Linked DNA regions of Hordeum vulgare: region 2 is linked to region 1. A link is a contact called in public Hi-C data. All regions are on one chromosome and are shown on one strand. The core of a region is the stretch at or near the end of the contact, and the rest is flanking DNA. Distances in the headings are between cores, read along the strand shown. Region 1 holds the start of LOC123446576 (senescence associated gene 20-like). Region 2 holds the start of LOC123450598 (sex determination protein tasselseed-2-like).

Evidence for each region. A called contact is a pair of places that touch in the nucleus more often than the background predicts.
Region 2: a contact with region 1 is called in a Hi-C map of leaf, with 2.4 times the contacts expected there. The contact joins the promoter of LOC123450598 here to the promoter of LOC123446576 in region 1. A contact is called at or near these places in 3 of 6 Hi-C or Micro-C datasets (leaf and seedling).

What each region holds. Positions count from the first base shown.
Region 1 is chr4H:440,931,887-440,936,058 of MorexV3_pseudomolecules_assembly, reverse strand. LOC123446576 (senescence associated gene 20-like) reads right to left here and starts at 2,485. Exons shown (of 1, transcript XM_045123152.1): 1 at 1,490-2,485. The coding sequence starts at 2,158. The coding sequence ends at 1,742.
Region 2 is chr4H:441,278,495-441,282,666 of MorexV3_pseudomolecules_assembly, reverse strand. LOC123450598 (sex determination protein tasselseed-2-like) reads left to right here and starts at 2,349. Exons shown (of 1, transcript XM_045127767.1): 1 at 2,349-3,587. The coding sequence starts at 2,349. The coding sequence ends at 3,428.

The DNA of each region.
Region 1 (4,172 bases), core at 1,236-3,735:
TTGTCTAATACCTTTGGTCATTCATCCCCAACTCGGCCAAGATTAGACTTTAAACAAAAAATGGAGAATAACCCCGGCCGGCCTCTATCGAAGTATCGAGGCAAGATTAGATGTTCTGCTGAATTTTTCAGTAACAGTACCATCCAACTGGAATGAAAGTGAGTGCTGAAAATTAACGTTCCAGCGTCATACAGTACTAGTAGCCTGCGATCGCGTGGGAGCGCTTGAACTGAACTGCTGCTTCACAGCTTTGGCTTAGCCTGAAAGGAGAACGATGAGGCGACCAAGTACGTACATCGATTATTTATCTGCACAAACTGATTTCATTTTGGTCAAATCGTAATAACTTGTGTTTGAACAGTATAGACAATAATGTAGAGCTACTGATTAATTAATAATTAGGGTGGTCCAGTTGACCATACATAAGAAACCACAAAAAAAAATCTTAAAAAAAGAACCCCACAAAAATCAGATGCCAGCCACAAGTATACAAGTATACCTAATAAAAGCGCATGCATACCGACGTCGACTCCGAAAGGCAAGTTCGCTGGTTCGTGGGTACTGCTTCTCCGGCTCGCCGTTAAAATTTCAGCGGCTAATAATTCAGATAGGTACATGCATATGAGTGTGAAAGTTCAGTCGAACAGGGCACATGTTTCAGACCTCCAGTTCCAGAATGCCCATCGATCTCATCTCATTGCCGAGAGAACAGCTACCATATCAGATTATGTGATGGCATGCTGTCACGCACATCACACAGCCGAAGATCAAAAAGCTTATGTGCGTCTGGTGTGGCCAGTGAAATCCTGAACTTTTCTCAGATGAAGTAAAGTATAACTTGTTGGATTTTCTTAAGTCTGCTCCTTTATACTAAAGGTGCTGAAAGCCTGAAGTGCTCTCCAACAGCAAGTTCAGATGCCCCAGTTTGCAAGCAAAGGCAAGGCCCCAGGAAAAGAAAAGAAGAAGATCCAAAACGAAAACCCAGACGTTTTTTTTTTTTTTGTGGGTCAACCACCTTTTACACGTCAGAAATAATTGGAAACGGACAGTTCAGTTGGAAAAGAAAAGAGGAAATTCCAGACTTGTTGTGTTCCTCAAGTGCCATCGGGAATCCAGCAAACTTCACATCAAGGATTTGTTTGGTGTGTGCTACGTTGAAAGCAACACCCTGAACTTTTCCCGCCGGGATGCGGGAGACTTTCCGTTACTCTGGTATGAATCTCTGCATCCGTGTACTCGGTTTATCCAGACTTTTGTTTTCGTGCATGCTTTGATTTGTCCCCAACGTATGCATTTTTTGCCAAGAATACATGAGAGGTGCCACTCTTACGGAAACAACAATTGCTGACTCAATTAGTTTTCAATCTGTGGTGAAATAAAATTAAACAGGAGTCACTCGCTTCATTTGAAGACCGGACCGGTCACTCATGGCACCAAGGAAACAGGAAAGACAGAAAAAAAGAAATGGAGGTGACTCATCACACATTGCTTAAGGGTCCAATACATTATACTTTTATTCAGCCGCAATAGCAAGCCATTGCCGCAGTAGTAGTACACATCATAATCCATGATTTAGACCAAATAAATCACACTGGTAATCAAGCACGCAAAGCGATAGTGGTTGTGGTGGAAGTGTGGGATCCCTGATTACTCTACTCGCACGCAGGTCGCAGGCAGTTGAGTTCAGCAGCCCATACGCCAAGACCTTAACTTGCAGCTTACTCAATGGTAGGCTCTGTTCTTAGATGGCGAGGACGAGGCCCGGCAGCGACTTGCGCGCGCGGTCGGTGCGGCGGCTCTGCCACAAGCACTTGGGCCACTTGGGTGTGTGCGCCGGCGAGGAGAGGCCCGAGGACGTAGACGAGGAGGGGGAGGAAGAGGTAGAAGAAGATGAGGAGTGGGTAGGAGAGCTCGCGCTGGCGTTCTTGGTGGCCGCCGCGGCGGAGAGGCGTGTGACGGTGAGGTCGGTGTTGAAGTACTCCCTGAGCTGGGTGATCACCCCATCGGGCCCGACGGTCCAGGCGTGCACCCAGTAGAGGAGCTGGCCGGCGCCGTCGGCGCTCCCCTCGGCGACGACGGTGGAGCCGAAGGCGTCGACGGAGCGAGGGCAGAACCTGAACTCGTCGTTGGTGCCGGCGCCGGTGAGGAGGCGCATCATGTGCTGGTGCGCGGGCGGGCCATGGAACCACCACTCGAGGTCCGGGGCCAGCAGGTCCTGCGCCCGGCGCGCGTCGCGGGCGTTGAGCGCCTCGTAGAGGCGCAGCACGAGGAACTTGCCGCGCTGCTCCTCCGTCTCCCCACCGCCGGCCAGCTCCGCGTCCGTGTCGTGCGGCGCCGGCGCCGCCGCGTGGGGCTGCTGATGGTTAGCCAGCTCCTGCCGCGAAGCCCCCGCGTAGGCTCCGGTCTCCGCCGCTTCAAGAAGAGGAAGAAGCCTGTTGAGAAGCGAGGCGATGGATTGTGATTGAGAGCTTGGAGGTGGAAGCGGGAGAGAGGGGTGAAGGGTTTAGCGGCGCGCGGAGCAGCTTTTATAGGCCGCGCGCGCTGCTACTGCTAGCCTATCCTGGGGCGCGTTTTTGAAGCGTGGCTATTAGCGACTCTCTGTCATGCTAACTTCTGTCGTCGTGGCCAAGTTTTAGGAACCGTAACATGCGTGGTTTTTTTCCGGCTTAGTGCAAGATAGGGTGCAAACGCTAGCTGCGTGAAGTCCGTGTCTGGGTGCGATGGAGTACTTCATTGTGGAGTCCAGACTCCAGAGGACCATTGGACAAGACTGCAATAGTTGGCCAGTTGTAATCCATTATCCATAATGTTGTACAACAACCACTGTTGCGTAACAATCTGCGGGTACAAGCTTCGACGGTGGAGAAATAACAAAATAAAATGGTGAGCCTTGCTTGCTGCCTTGAAAGAAAACAAAATCACCGCGCACAAAATGCAAACAAATACTCCGTGAGCCGTCACTTGTCAGAAGGCAGAGGCCCCGCCTCCGGGGCGGTGAACTTCGTGGTAGCTGTCGCTCGCTCGGTAGCCACGAGCAGAGGTCGGTGTCTCAGGGAAGGACCGAGGAAAGTGATCCTTTTTCGAAGGATGGGTGATCGCTCGCGCGCGTGTCCTGTGTCTGGTAGTACCGTGCGCGCGGCACCATTTGCACCCATCAGTCCGATCCGATCCGATCCGATCCGATCCAATCCAATCCCTGCGCTTGCATCTTGAGTAGGGGGTATACGCACGCACGTACGCTCTGGCATGCATGCATGATACGTACTGTACTACGGCATGGCACAGTAGGAGCAGTACAATACTCGCAATAATGCGGCGTCTTTTAGGCAGCATGGTTTGTCGTCTGCCGGGGGCGTGGCAATCGGGGGAGGCCCGGGCAGAGACGTCAGTCGCCACCGGACTGGCCGAGAGCACGTACCGGCAGTATCACCGCACCAGGGAATAATGAATTCTGTTGGAGGAAAGGAGGAGGAGCAAAAGAGTATTAAAAGCACCGAGTTCGATACATTGGTTGGTTGGTGCGTGCTCATGATGCAGCAAAATCTTCAGGCTTTGTTTGGTAGAAGTGAATTTGGGAGGTTTGAAGAGGAGGGGATTTAAGGAGATTTGGTGAATCCCTTTCTTTCACCCAATTCTTTTAAACCTTTGGGGTTTTGCTTCCATCAGTCTCTGAAAAAGATCCTGAAACACATTAATAGAAAGGGATTAAAGGGAAACGGAAGGGATTCGGTTAAGCAAACCCCTCTTATCAAATAAACGTCCGAGGTTTTGTGGGGTTTTTGACCCTTTCAAGGATTTTCCTCTCAAAACCTGTTAAATCTCTTCGTGCCAAACGAGGCCTCAGGCGGAGAATGGGTATACTACAACTCCAGTTAGACGAGCACCACGTCTGGGCATGCATGGATAGCTCTCGGAGCATTTGCTTACAGCCAAATGTACAAACAGTAGTCAAAGTAGTTCTTTGACTGTTCTTCCTCTTCTTACCACGCAAGTAGCCAAGTAGACATCCATCTCAGCGTGGCAGTAGCACAAATCAAACCACCCACTAGCCCGCTTTCGTTCTTTGCTTACCTTTGGCCTTTCACCTCGCCAGCGCTCACCTTCACCGTGTCCGTGTGGATAATCAACATGATCTGATCTGGACTCTAATTTGCCACGTCAACTCTGCTCTT
Region 2 (4,172 bases), core at 1,100-3,599, 350 kb before region 1:
TACAACAATGGTCGTATTGTAGAAGCCTTGCAACAAAGGTAATGTTGTAGAAATTTTTGACAACATGACACTTGTTCCGGAAATATTTTGGAGGTGTTCGCCGCTATTGCAACAGAGTACTCGTTGCAAAAAACTAATTGAGTGCATCGGATCATGGCCTATAGATAATGAGCATTAGGAGCTTAATTTCCCTGCAGTTTTGTCCTTGTCCGGCATCAATAATGCATGTGTTAGCCTTGTCTCGAGAGCTTAGCCTTGCACCGGCCTTTGCTAAGATGGATTTGCTTGGCTCCAACTTGGCTTGGCCATAACATGGCTATGCCTAGCTAGCTAGCTAGCCAGGCGATCGATGCTGACCTGCGAGCAAGCAGCAATAGTTTAAGGTCAAGAGCCAAATACAAAGAGCAGATTCGTCCACGTAACAAACTAACCCTCATTTCATAGTCTCCATCCCTTCCACGAGAGGATATACTACTACAACTACGTGGGAGTATAACTCAGAAAAGTCTACTGAAAGCGCCACGTCCCTACGCCATCTCACGGAAACTCAATAAGTAGCATGCGTACACCCTGGCTTCCTCACCTCGACAACATACGTGTTAACATCAGCATCACGTCACCAGTACATATACTGGTATACATGCATGTACACGGTGCGGGATAAGACTGATGTAAGTACGTGCGTAAGGGAGAGGGGGTATACGCTCAAAAAAAAGAGGAGATGGGTAATACGAATACGGTATGCCTACGGAGTAGTACTGGGTGAAGTTAATTCTCTGGTCGCTAGCTGCAAAAGTGCTCAGGCGGTGACGCCAAGATTTGGTCAATTCGTTTAGCTCGTCTGCAACCGGGCCCCGACGAGAGACGAAGCCAGTTTTTTATACCCAGAGTTGATGAGATGGCGGAGGTAGGGTTCGTGGCCTTGTTCGCTTTTGACTTTGGTAGAGGTTAAACATTGGGGTTGCCGTTGGTGTGGGGTGGACTAAAACTCGTCTCCTTTCAAAGGAGACTATTCATCCTGGCAAGGAAAGAAAAAAAAAGACTATTCTGCACTGTATATGTATGTCTCCTCTGTACCGATTGGATGCGATTAATCTGGCGACCAAAATGTTCCCATGCATGAATGTGTGATGGAGCTGTTCGGTCTGTGGCCAGAAATTAGGGTCACCATTGTCCATGAGTCAATAAAAAGCGAGGCGATTAATTCGATCACCGCGGTAAAGCGAGGGGGTGTACGTTACAAGTTGGGCAAATATTTTAGGTATAATGATCAATCAGACTTATCACAGTCTTATACGAAAAAGGAACCGTGAAGCCCAACCAGAGGAGAGAGACACTAAAAGGCTGATATTTTTGTTGTTTTCATTCAAAATCAAAAGAAGAAGAAAAGGGGTTAGTAAAGCGATGAATTAGGTTAGGACTTAGGAGGAGGATGGTGTTGCGTAGGAACCGTTCTCGCACGTAGAATTAGGAGGGGGGTGTTGAACCGGGCTCCGGTCGGCAACTACCCAGCCTGAAAAGTCGAGAGCCGAAAGCCCAAGCAAACACAATGTCTCCTCTCAAGGGGGTTGACCCAGCAACCCTCGGGTAGTCTCATTCCCATGCAATGCAAAGTCCCACGAAAACCAAAAAACAAATATAAAAGGGCATCGGTTTCGTGCTCCTCAATCTTGTGAGCGTCCACACCGATGGTTGAAAGGAAATCCGTCCTAGTTGTTGAGTTAGTCACGCTCACGCATCGGCATCAGCTGAAGCCAGCAGCCAGGACACGACCATCGACCCCCACGTAACTTGCGGTCATCGGAGCCCATCTCCGGCGCCCCAAAACCTGAAGCCGCGGTCAACCCGATCCGTCCGCCCAACCGTGTGCGGCTCTCTCCCCGTCGGTCTCGGCCTTGCTTTTGCTAGTTGCTCCATCCGTTGGTCGTCCTCGCCCTCGCTTCTACGAATGCGCTGGCGTTGGCAACATCTCTGGGTTTTTTCTTTCTCCCTCGTGGACCGGAGATATGCAGTCCGGTCAGAGGCAGTGTCGCCCTCCGTGCTGATCCGATCAGAGTTAAACAAGGCTGTTTAGTTGGCCGCAAAGACCATGACATCAGTGCCAGACAGACAACCATGTACAAGCACCCTCTACTTACTGAACCGCTTGCCACATACTACTACTACTGTATGTGCTTGGCTAATCACGAATCAAACGATGATAAACTAGTAGCAACAACTTTTTCATTAGGCTAGATAGTAGAAGCAACAACTACGTACGCGTTGAATTACGTGTAGTCCCGCGAGCTGGCCGTACAACCAGTCGCCCGGCCAGCCTATAAGTAGACCCCGCCCTGCGTTCCCCCTAAACCATCAACAGCAAGCTCGCCGCGCTTCACACACTTCCCTCTCATCTCAAGAAGACGACGGTACGTGCGCTGCGCACCAGCCTCGCCGCCTACGCGCAAGAGCTCGCCACGGCCACCGCCATGCCTGCCTTGGACGTCATGCCGGAGAAGGCCCACCAGCCCGCCATGTCGCCGTCGCACCACGCCCATGGGTGGGACGCCAGCGGCGCCCCCACCCCCATGCACAAGAGGCTCGACGGCAAGGTGGCCATTGTCACCGGCGGCGCGCGGGGGATCGGGGAGGCCATCGTCAGGCTCTTCGTCAAGCACGGCGCCAAGGTGCTCATCGCGGACATCGACGACGCCGCGGGCGACGCGCTGGCGGCCTCGCTGGGCCCGCACGTCGGCTCCGTGCGCTGCGACGTGTCGGTGGAGGAGGACGTGGAGCGCGCCGTCGACCGTGCGGTGTCGCGCTACGGCCGCCTCGACGTCTTCTGCAACAACGCCGGGGTGCTGGGCCGGCAGACCAGCGCCGCCAAGAGCATCCTCACGTTCGACGCCGGCGAGTTCGACCGCGTGCTCCGCGTCAACGCGCTGGGCACCGCGCTCGGCATGAAGCACGCGGGGCGCGCCATGATGGCCCGCCGCTACGGGAGCATCGTCTCCATCGCCAGCGTCGCCGGCGTCCTGGGCGGCCTCGGCCCGCACGCCTACACCGCCTCCAAGCACGCCATCGTGGGGCTCACCAAGAACGCCGCCTGCGAGCTCGGCGCGCACGGCATCCGCGTCAACTGCGTCTCGCCCTTCGGCGTCGCCACCCCAATGCTCATCAACGCCTGGCGCCAGGGCCACGACGCGTCCGCCGCCGACGACGCCGACGCCGACATCGGCCTCGACGTGGCCGTGCCCAGCGACCAGGAGGTGGAGAAGATGGAGGAGGTGGTGAGGAGCCTCGCCACGCTCAAGGGGTCGACGCTCAGGCCCAGGGACATCGCCGAGGCCGTGCTCTTCCTGGCCAGCGACGACTCCAGATACGTGTCCGGCCACAACCTCGTCGTGGACGGCGGCGTCACCACCTCAAGAAACTTGATCGGGCTGTGAAAATTCACATCACCGACCTCGCATCCATCTACTACTAGCATCTAGATCACCATCAGTAGGAGGAACAAATTAAAGATGATTGTCTAGCCCGCAACTCTACTCTACTCAAGTTCTTTGGTTCGTTCGATGGGTTAATTGATTGATTGATTCCGTGTGTTATTCGTCTGAGCATTCTTGCTTTCGTGCTGCATTTTTCTGGCTTGATTGGTTTTGTCTCTGTGTCCTGCAACGCTCCAATCGTTTCATCGTTTGGGCTCTGGCTAGCAGCCTAGCTGATACGATCTGAAACAGAAAGTACAGTATTACTACTCCTAGTAGTAGCACTGTGAATCAGTTAGGACTAGCCTAGCTTGCAGCTTTTAGTAGTACTAGCACACTGTACTTTTATGAACCAGTTGCGATTATCAAACGGGCCACTGGGAAATTTTGGGCCGCACACACGAAAGCTTTCTTCCCCTGGAGTTGGAAGGAATGGGTGATTAGTTTGTACGTACATTTACAATTAGCAACTAGGCGACGGGTAAGCTGGTTCCAGGGCGCGATCTATCTGTAGATTTGACATACTAGTAGTAGTAGCTACTACTAGTTTGTAGTGTATGCCCATTGCCCATTGGCGATCAGAGGCAGCAAGTAGGGCACCAATTATGTGGTTTCCCGAGCAAATCTATCTGTCGATTTGAAACAATTTTATCTATGAGTGCAGCTGAAGAAGAAGCAGCTGCGTGCTGGTTTCCGAGCCAGGAA